Linked DNA regions of Danio rerio: region 1 is linked to region 2. A link is a contact called in public Hi-C data. All regions are on one chromosome and are shown on one strand. The core of a region is the stretch at or near the end of the contact, and the rest is flanking DNA. Distances in the headings are between cores, read along the strand shown. Region 1 has its middle 36 kb from the start of bco2a. Region 2 holds the start of f11r.1 (F11 receptor, tandem duplicate 1).

Region 1 (4,563 bases), core at 838-3,337, 220 kb after region 2:
AGCATATGTTTTACACAGCGGATGCCCTTCCAGCTGCAACCCAGTGCTAGAAAACATCCATACACTCTCATTCACACATACACTACGGCCATTTTAGCTTATTCAATTTACCTTTAGTGCATGTGTTTGGGCACTGTGGGCACCCAGAATAAACCCACACCAACAGGGGCAGAACATGCAAACTGAAATTAAGTGTTGTAAATGACTTAGATTTTTTAAAATGTAGATATTTTCACTTAATGTTTCGAGAACTATGCAGTAGACATCGGCGAGCAAATCAAGACAAAAACTAGTGTAATTCAGTTATAAATTAGATTGTTTTGCTTTTACTGTAATGAGTTAATTATAAAATGTGAAAAAATACAGTATTTTTCATTTTTAAACATTTTTAAACAAATTAGTAAATTACCCGTGGCAACTATATTTACCTTCGACCCACTAGCCTCAATCAAGTGTGGTTTTGGGCCTACATAAAAAAAAAAATTCTGAGCAATGGTAAAGTCTAGATCGGATAAAGTCACGGCCGGCCAGAAGTGTGATATGCACATTAATATAGCAGCATTTTTGTGACACTGTATAACAAAAATTTATATTTTCACAGTACTGTGATGGTTGGGTTTAGGATTGGGGTGGGGGTAGCCGTTAAAAATACAATTTATTGGGTAATTTAATAGCATGAATAATAATTATTACAACTACTGTTTTTACATTACTGTGACGGTTGAGTTTGAGGGGTGGGGGTAGACATTAAAAAGGGACAATAAATGGAAAATTTTAAAACTAATTCTCGTTAACTTCTGGCTGCAACAATCTAGCAACTTCCTTGAGCACCCCTGATTAAGAACCGTCTGTGGGATGAAATGATTCCATGGATAATGATGTTTTTTCATGGAACCATTGATGCTAACAAAGAACCTTTATTTAAAGAATGCACTCTTAACCATCACTTTCATTCATAGCTATATTTTTGCGAAGGAAGTTCAGTATTAACAGATTAGATTTGAGCTGCAAGCATGGAATTAATATTATATAGGCCAATATTATAAATAACCTCTTAAAGTAAAAGTTGATAGTATGTACAAATCTACAGGATTTACAGGACAAAAAAGTAAATGAATTGAAGTAAACTTTTCCACTGCTGCATTTTGTTTGTAACCATATGTTGAACAGCAGAACTGCTATCATCAGCTGTAAATCAGCAGATTTATAACTTAAATTTATAATAAAAACTCTTGTCCAAACAGGTTTTTGATATAACACTTACAACCGATCGTAAAAATGACTAACATCCACATTACTTTTAATGTTTTCTTTTATTATTTGCCCTTGTTTTCATATGAAATGTTTCATAGCGAATCCCCTTTTGAATCAAAAAGTGAAAAGCAACTTGAGTCTTTCGTCATTTGTTCATGTTTTATCCTTGATCTATTCATCGAATGCAATGCGTTCATACATTTTTAATTTCCCAATACTTTCTTCTAGCACCGTTGTATGTCTGATTTATGTTCTTGGCTATAAATTTCGTTCTGTTCCAGGCAGTGTGTGTAAGTGTGTGTGTGTGTTTGAGTTTGGCGGGATGTTTGCTTCACAGCGACTGTGCAGAACCTCTCCCAGGGTCAGTGAGTGCATGCTGTTACCCAGAATCCCTCACCACAGTCCTTCAGCGAAACGAAAAACATGCTGCTCCTTTAAGAGCATGAAACAGGAGCCGGCTGTGTGCCCCTACCAGAGACACACAGTCAGCCAAGAGAGAGAGAAAGAGAGAGAGAGAGTGGGGTGGGAAGGGGGGGAGGATAGAGAGATACAGCAAAGGTAATGCTGCAAAAATGAGAGGAAAAGTGTGATAGATGAGCGATCAGAAATGAGGAGGGATGACAGAGAATGAGCCGGAATCAGAGAGGAACCAGCAGGGGTTGAAACGCAGAGGCAAATGAAGGAAAAAATAGAGGGAATTCTCCTTCAGGAAGCTGCGCGGTCGCAATTATTTGTATTGTAATTTTAGTTTGTCGTGCTGAAAGGATAGAGTCGCTATTGTTGCTAGGAGAAAAAAGGTGCAGTCCTCTCTTATTGGCTACAAGCATTAGCTCCATTATCCAATGGGAGAGCTGGAGTATTGGTGAGAGCGACAGAGTAGAGAGAGAGCAGGCCACACTGAAAGACCTGATTAATATGTTAGCCATGTTTTACGGGTTAAAATAAGTCTGGGAGTAAAATGTGTTGATAAAACAATGGGGAGGATGGAGTCCGTGTTGCTGTTTATGTCTAGTAAAGCACGCAGTGGTTTCCTGGGATTGCGTTGCCATTTTTAGGTGTGTACCAATGGAACAGCCAGGTTCTGGATTTAGAATACTATTAGAAATGTTGTTTAGTTGCAGCACTTTAATTACAGTTCTACGATAAATGACTAATCTGCAGGGTAGTTGTGTTCACTGCAAAATAATCCTGTTGTTCGTTTAGATTTATTTATTTTGCTTGTTTTAAGAAAAAACTCACTTCAATTTGGCATATTATTTCTTAAAATAAGACAATGTTTTTAGAAAATGCTTCCTGAATTTAAGATATTTGGATATTTAGGTTTAAAAAAAGCATTTTTGCAGTGCATTTGCATGTGTATTGTCTGCTTGAATTATTATGAACTTTTAAGAGTTTTGTAGAAAATTATTTGCATTTCCACTATTAGCAAGTGACTGGTTCTCATGCTAGTGGCGTTAGATGCCACATTAGATGCACATTTAGTTTGCTCTACCTAAAATTATGAACAGTTGTGATTTTAGTTTGCATTAAACACCGATGTGGTGAATGCTTGACCACTCCTGGGAAAGTCATTTTATGTTTATTATTGGTGCTTTGTAAGAATGAAACAACATTTTGTTAAATTAGTCACTAAATTTAATGAATTCATATGATACTATTTCTATATTTTCGTCAGATGTGCTCATGCCAATTTTCTACAAATTTAAAATGTGCACAAGAGTTAGTTCTGACTTGTACTTGGCATATGAAAATATAAACAAATAATTGATCTTGCAAAAACTTTCATACATTTTAATGATCCCATACTTAAAATGGAGTAGTTAAAAGGATAGAGGCAAAGCATTTAAAATGTGTTCCAAAGATAAAAATGTAGCTGCACAGCTATGTAGATGCTTCATTTTTGAATGGGTCATCATTTGATACTTATTCTAAATATGCCTGAAAAGATGTTTTGGTACATGAACTAAATGACAATTTACAGGCTGTCTACTGTAAGACGTTTACTAAACGCCAATTCAGCTAAATCACCCACTAATGTACTGAAATGCTAAATGTTTTCCAATGAGATCGAGTTAGAAGTAGTGTTTTATTTCATGACATACATTTTTGTACCAATATACAATGAGGTTGGGACGGCATGGTGGTGCAGTCGGTAGCACTGTCGCTTCACAGCAAGAAGGTCGCTGGTTCGAGCCTCAGCTGGGTCAGTTGGCATTTCTGTGTGGAGTTTGCATGTTCTCTCTGTGTTCGTGTAGGTGAATTGGGTAAGCTAAAGTGCCCGTAGTGTATGAGTGTTCTGGTCCTCCAGGTTGGAGGTTGAGAGTTAGGCTAATGACCCACCTCGTAAAAAGTAGATGTTATAAAACACCAACATGGTGCGGCTAAATATTAACTTTGATATAAAAAACATCCCTGGGAGTAAGTACATACAGAGTTTCAGACACAATAAATACAAATATGCAACATTGGAATGTTTTTGAAATTTAGTTTGCAAATCCTTCAAGTTTGTTCTTCAACAGATTCTACTTATTCTACAACTGTAATTTGAACCCTAACGATCTACTAGTACTCTACTTAAAGACTTAATCATTTGGACTATAGTTGACATGTTGGAACTTATAGTGAATAGCATGTGTAAAGGGCAACATCAAAAAAAAAGTGTAACCATAAACGCACATTAAAAATATCAGCTTCCTGCCCAGTCTGCATTACATAGTATTGTCATATTTCTTCAGTCCATCGAATTGCATTACAATAACAGTTCAATGTTTGTCCTGTCAGCATAAAATGGGTCAAATATAAAAAAAAAGAGTTTTCAACGTATATTAAACCTTGTTTCTATGAATTAAAAACACCCAAGAAAAAAATGTAACTCATTATATTAATAGTTTTATATCAGAAAAATATTGGCAGGCGTTATTATTCATTCATTAATTTTACTTTGGCTTTGTCTTTATTTCAGAGGTCGCCACGGTGGAATGAACCATCAACTATTCCAGCATATATTTTACACAGCGGATGCCCTTCCAGTCGCAACCTAGTACTGGGAAACATCCATACACACTCATACACTAATGCACTACGAATAATTTAGTTTATTCAATTCACCTGTACCGCATGTCTTTGGACTGTAGGGGAAACCAGAGCACCCAGGGGAAACCCACGCGAACATGGGGAGAACATACAAACTCCACACAGATGCCAACTGGCGCTGTCGGGAATCAAACCAGCAACCTTCTTTCCATGAGGCGACAGTGCTAACCACTGAGCCACTGTGCCGCTACCAAGCATCATTAGAGAAAGAATAAT
Region 2 (4,696 bases), core at 668-3,167:
GTTGCTTTCAGTAAACTGATAATTTGGGTCAGAAAAAAAGTACTCAGTAGCAGTAAATGAATGCTTTTCTATCTTCAGCTTATCCTGTTTAGGAAAAATTTCAAAAGTCAAGTACAAGCAATAAAACATTTAGCAATATTGTTGTAATAATTATAGATTTTTTAGTTTAAAAACACTCATAAATGCAAACATCTGGGCTGTTTGTTTAGTGTAATTATAGAACGTTTTGTTGTAAAGTGTGACCAATTATTAATTTTGGTGATTAATAAAACGATCTGTGTTGATTTGAATTTGTGTGGTGTATTTACAAAATATCTGAAATTAGTGTTGGTCTGCTTCATCCACTCGTAAGCTCAAGAATTAGCATTTCTTTGTGTATAAGTCTATTCTGGGTTTACTCCCCTCATATCTCCAAATTTGTAAAAAGAAAAAAAAAACTCTCTGTAGCCTTCGGTCTCAGGAAGTTTATTTATTGTCTGTATCAGTGGTGTGTACTAAAATGGGAAAAAAAGGCTTTTAAATATGCAGCACCTTTTCCATGGAATAACCTCCAAACAAAGTTTCAGTTTAAAGAGTTGGTTTTACTTCATGCTTTTAAGAAGATTTAAATGATTTGCAGTTTCAAACATCGGCCTGTAGATGTTCTGAATAGTTTTAACTGTCATTGTCTATTTTGGATGAATGTTGTCTGATTTTTGTTTCTATGTTCAACCCGTGTGAACTGTATACTGCCTAAGCTTGGCCAGGACACTCTTGTAAAAGAGATTGTTAATCTGAATGTGCTTTTCCTGGTAAAATAAAGGTTATGATGATGATGATAATAATAATAATAATAATAATAATAATAAAATGTTCAAAATATGTTATCAAATACAGAAAATCTCTCTCTTTTTAAAATGACATTTATTTTATGTGTTTAGGGGTAAGAGTAGACAGAAAAACCTCTGAAGACCAAACTCATGCTAATATTTACTTTTTCATTTTGAAACTGTCTCTGTCCAACCCAACAGGAAATGCCACATCATATTTACATAATGTGGTTAATATGCTTTGGTCGGGTGATGCTATGGTTGTTTTTCACTGGACAAAACCTTTTGTAATTCTACAGGTGAAAATAAAAGCACAACAGTGCAAAGCTAAAAAGTACTAGGCACTTTTATTTTCACACGAGCGATTTCATTCATTCAGAACAATTGTGATGATTTATCAACTCATTTTGATAGAAACTCAAGTTGATGACCTTCTGTCTCTGGGTTATATCTAGTTTCATTGGAATTGTTAATCTCATTTTATATCCTGAGCTGGGTTTTCTTGTGCGCCCCATGACATGAGGCCTAACTACATTGCCTCAGATAAACATGTAGAAACATGATCAACTGTTTTTCACATTGGCTACTGTAATAATGTCATTTTATAACGAGATGTATAAGATGTTTGAATATTGATTTTGTACCCGATGTAATACATACAACTTTCTAACTAAAACCCTTTTTGACAGTAACTAGGCTATCTCTAGCTTATGCTTCTCCACGCCCACTCACAGTTTCTTCCAGATCATGTTGGTTACTTCTAAAGTATGTATACAACATTCTCTTTAAGGATGTTTATTCAACAGTTCAGACATTAAAACTGATTTTTTTGTGTAATTTATCTGGCTTGCACCTGAGTTTACTTTCATGACGTCATACACCGGGGTGTCATGGTGCAGACGATCCAACCAATCACACACGGAACAGGTAAACACAGTATCGCTCAGAAGGGCGTTAGTTTCAGCCTTCCTTCTTATCTGGGCTCAGCTTCGTGAGTGCATAGCAAATACACAGCTAACGTTACTTCAAAGTTCGAGAAAACATTACAATCAAACGGGGATTTGTTTTTTCCTATAAGGAGACTTTTTCTGGAGAACTTATCATTTTGGAGTGAATATGTTGACCTTCGCCTTTGTGTGCTTCTCACTCTTCGTCACAGGTAACGTTAAGAGTCCATGTTTTCAGTGTTTGAACCATTTGTACTTTTGGTTTTCCAGTATACGTCGTGTCGTCAACTGCTGTCTTCCGTGAGCTTTTTAGTCAGAACTTTATAGTTTAAAACCGTACACGCGTAGGTTAAATTTAGCAAACTACTCCAATAACGTTACTTTAAGTCTGGACTTCAGTGAACCAGCTTGTAACGTTAAATGTCGAGTTACACTTGACTGTGTAACCGCCCGAACAGTGTGTAATATTTGATGACCTTATTTACACTCTTAAGCAACAACTCTGAACCGAGTCAACTTTGTTTTCGTAAGGGAATGCTTATATAGCAAATTTGTCCTGCTTTGTTGGTAATTTTAACGTAAGTTTTGTACTGAGCTTGAGAAGAAACAACAGTCTAATTATCACTGTATACACGGAAAAAAGGCCTTTCACGGCTCATCGATATCACCTGGAGAACCTGTATTTCCACCTCGCCCAACCCCCATCCGAAACCCGAGCTATATCTAACTGGGGAATTTACAACAGATGAAAGGTAACCCGGGACGCATGTTCAAATAGTTTAGTCGTCGTTTAATAAAGCGAAATTATTATATATTAATTTTAAACGTTAATGGTGGTCCGCCAGTGACGATAACAACTGTTAATAGTTGATGGTGAGTTAGAGCTGCGCGCATGCGCGAACAATATCCTGTTGAGCTACATATGAAAGTGTTGTTGCGAATACAACGTATTTGGGTATCATTTGTTTACAAGTATTATTCACAAAGCTACAGCCACTTGAAAAAATTGTTCAGCTTTTTAATTGTTCTTCACTGACTTTTACATTAACGTCTTTGTTGTTGTCATGATTTTTCCAACAAGTTTGAAGCCTTTAAAGGCAAAACCACTGAAATATATATTTTTTTCATACACCTGTCCATTTTGAGATTTTAATGAAGGCTGTTTACGGTTTTGTTTCTAAATTATGGAAGAAATACCTAAAGTTACTTCTGTAAACACACACACACACACACACACACACACACACACACACACACACACACTTTTGAACATGTCAAAGTTTTAACACTCTTTTGTCTATTTTCTTTATTAGTTATTTTCTAGGTTGAAATTTTATTGTATTTTATTTGCAGGCACTTAATGGTGAAAAGAACACCAACAGGTTCATAGTTTCACATACAATGACAGTCTATTCTAGTCTAAAATTTAAATAAGATCTCTAACCTGATTCATTTAGATGTTTAAACACAATTTTGGGGAAAAAAGTAAATACATTTTCTTCCAGCAATTCTAAATGTAGTGGTTAATTGTCACCTTTGATATCTTGCCTTGAAGTAAACATGATAGTTTCTCTTCTTGGTCTTTCTCACAGAAAGTAAATATGCTGACATGTTTGTTACAAATGAGTCTGTTGGCAGTGTGCTGTAAATAAAAACATTATGTCTTCAACTTTTTATACTGAGATGACCATCATCTGAAACATAGTAGAGCTATTCTGAAACATTTATGGTTGTGCAAACTATAGAGAACCTTTTGCATATGGTGTGTGTTCCCCTATATGAACTAAGAAGAAATAATTTGTCTTTAATACTTAGGAAGAATAATTAACCTTATTTTTCCCACAAAAGTAGTTGCTATAACTACCCAGCAAAACTGGTTGCTATAAATGTTCCTCCATTAATTTTTAGCCATGCAAAACTGCTTATTATTCTGCTTTGTTATTTTACTTTCATATTATTTAAATTTCAAGGTATTGTCATAAACACACACTTGTTTGAACATTTACTGGCATTTGTTATATTTAGTAAATTGCCCAGAGCAAGTTAATCAGAGGTCACAAAACAATTGCAGTAAAGATCTTACTTCAGCATTGTATAATAAGGTGAATCAGTTTCTTTAAATTAGCTTCTTTTAAACTGAAAAACAGCAAACCACAGGTTTCTGCTATGAGTCCATTGAAGGATTTAAATAAATAGTTAAATAAATAAATACACCCTAAGTTAAAATAAGTTGCTAATTGTGCGAATAAATATATTAAACATTCATATTCAGTAGTTCTAAAAATAAGTACAAAAATCCATTATTTAACTTATTAGAAATATAAAAAATATATGAGCAATTCCATGCAAATGTCAACCTTGCCATGAAAGTTTTCACCAAAATATGGAAGTCGTTTCTAAGTTTTTTGTGTAAGCAAGTATTTTAAAGTACTTTAGAAATACTCAAACATGTCTCTGTCAATGTTTTCAAACTATTATATTTGATTTACCAAAGGCCCAAGTGGCAATTTTACATGTCACATCCATAACAAAGAGATGTCACATCCATAACAACATTTTTTCCTAATAAATGCAAAAATATAAAATAAAATCAATTATGTTTGTTCTATAGAGAACCAACTCTTATCCTTTTAATTATCGTTATTTCTTTTAGGTCATGCAGTTTAATTCACAGAATATCTACAAAGTATGTTGTATACTTTAAACTCAGACTTTTTTGTCACATCCATGATGCATGTTTACTTCCCTCATTAAAAACATAAAAAATTTCACAGATTGGTATTTTTCTCATCCCAGAACTCTGTGTTCGGTTGTTCTCGAAAATATACAGCTGTTTCAATATAATGTTAACATACTTTCTATGTGAATTTATTTTTTGAGTGCTTCCTGCAAATGTCACATAACGCTGGAATTGCACATATATTTAAATCAAATTTATAA

What was found. A called contact is a pair of places that touch in the nucleus more often than the background predicts.
Region 1: a Hi-C map of an unstated tissue shows a contact between it and region 2, with 4 times the contacts expected there. The contact joins the enhancer-like site here to the promoter of f11r.1 in region 2. A contact is called at or near these places in 2 of 18 Hi-C or Micro-C datasets (hematopoietic stem cells and an unstated tissue).

The regions. Positions count from the first base shown.
Region 1 is chr5:30,658,829-30,663,391 of GRCz12tu, forward strand. No RefSeq gene overlaps it. Among named protein-coding and RNA genes, the nearest start is that of bco2a, 36 kb to the right of the region's middle. Within about 2 kb of position 2,088, at least 40 of the 62 cell types and tissues checked have an H3K27ac peak or open chromatin away from gene starts, as enhancers often do.
Region 2 is chr5:30,443,716-30,448,411 of GRCz12tu, forward strand. It overlaps f11r.1 (F11 receptor, tandem duplicate 1), which reads left to right and starts at 1,918. Exons shown (of 10, transcript NM_001004667.3): 1 at 1,918-1,968. The coding sequence starts at 1,926.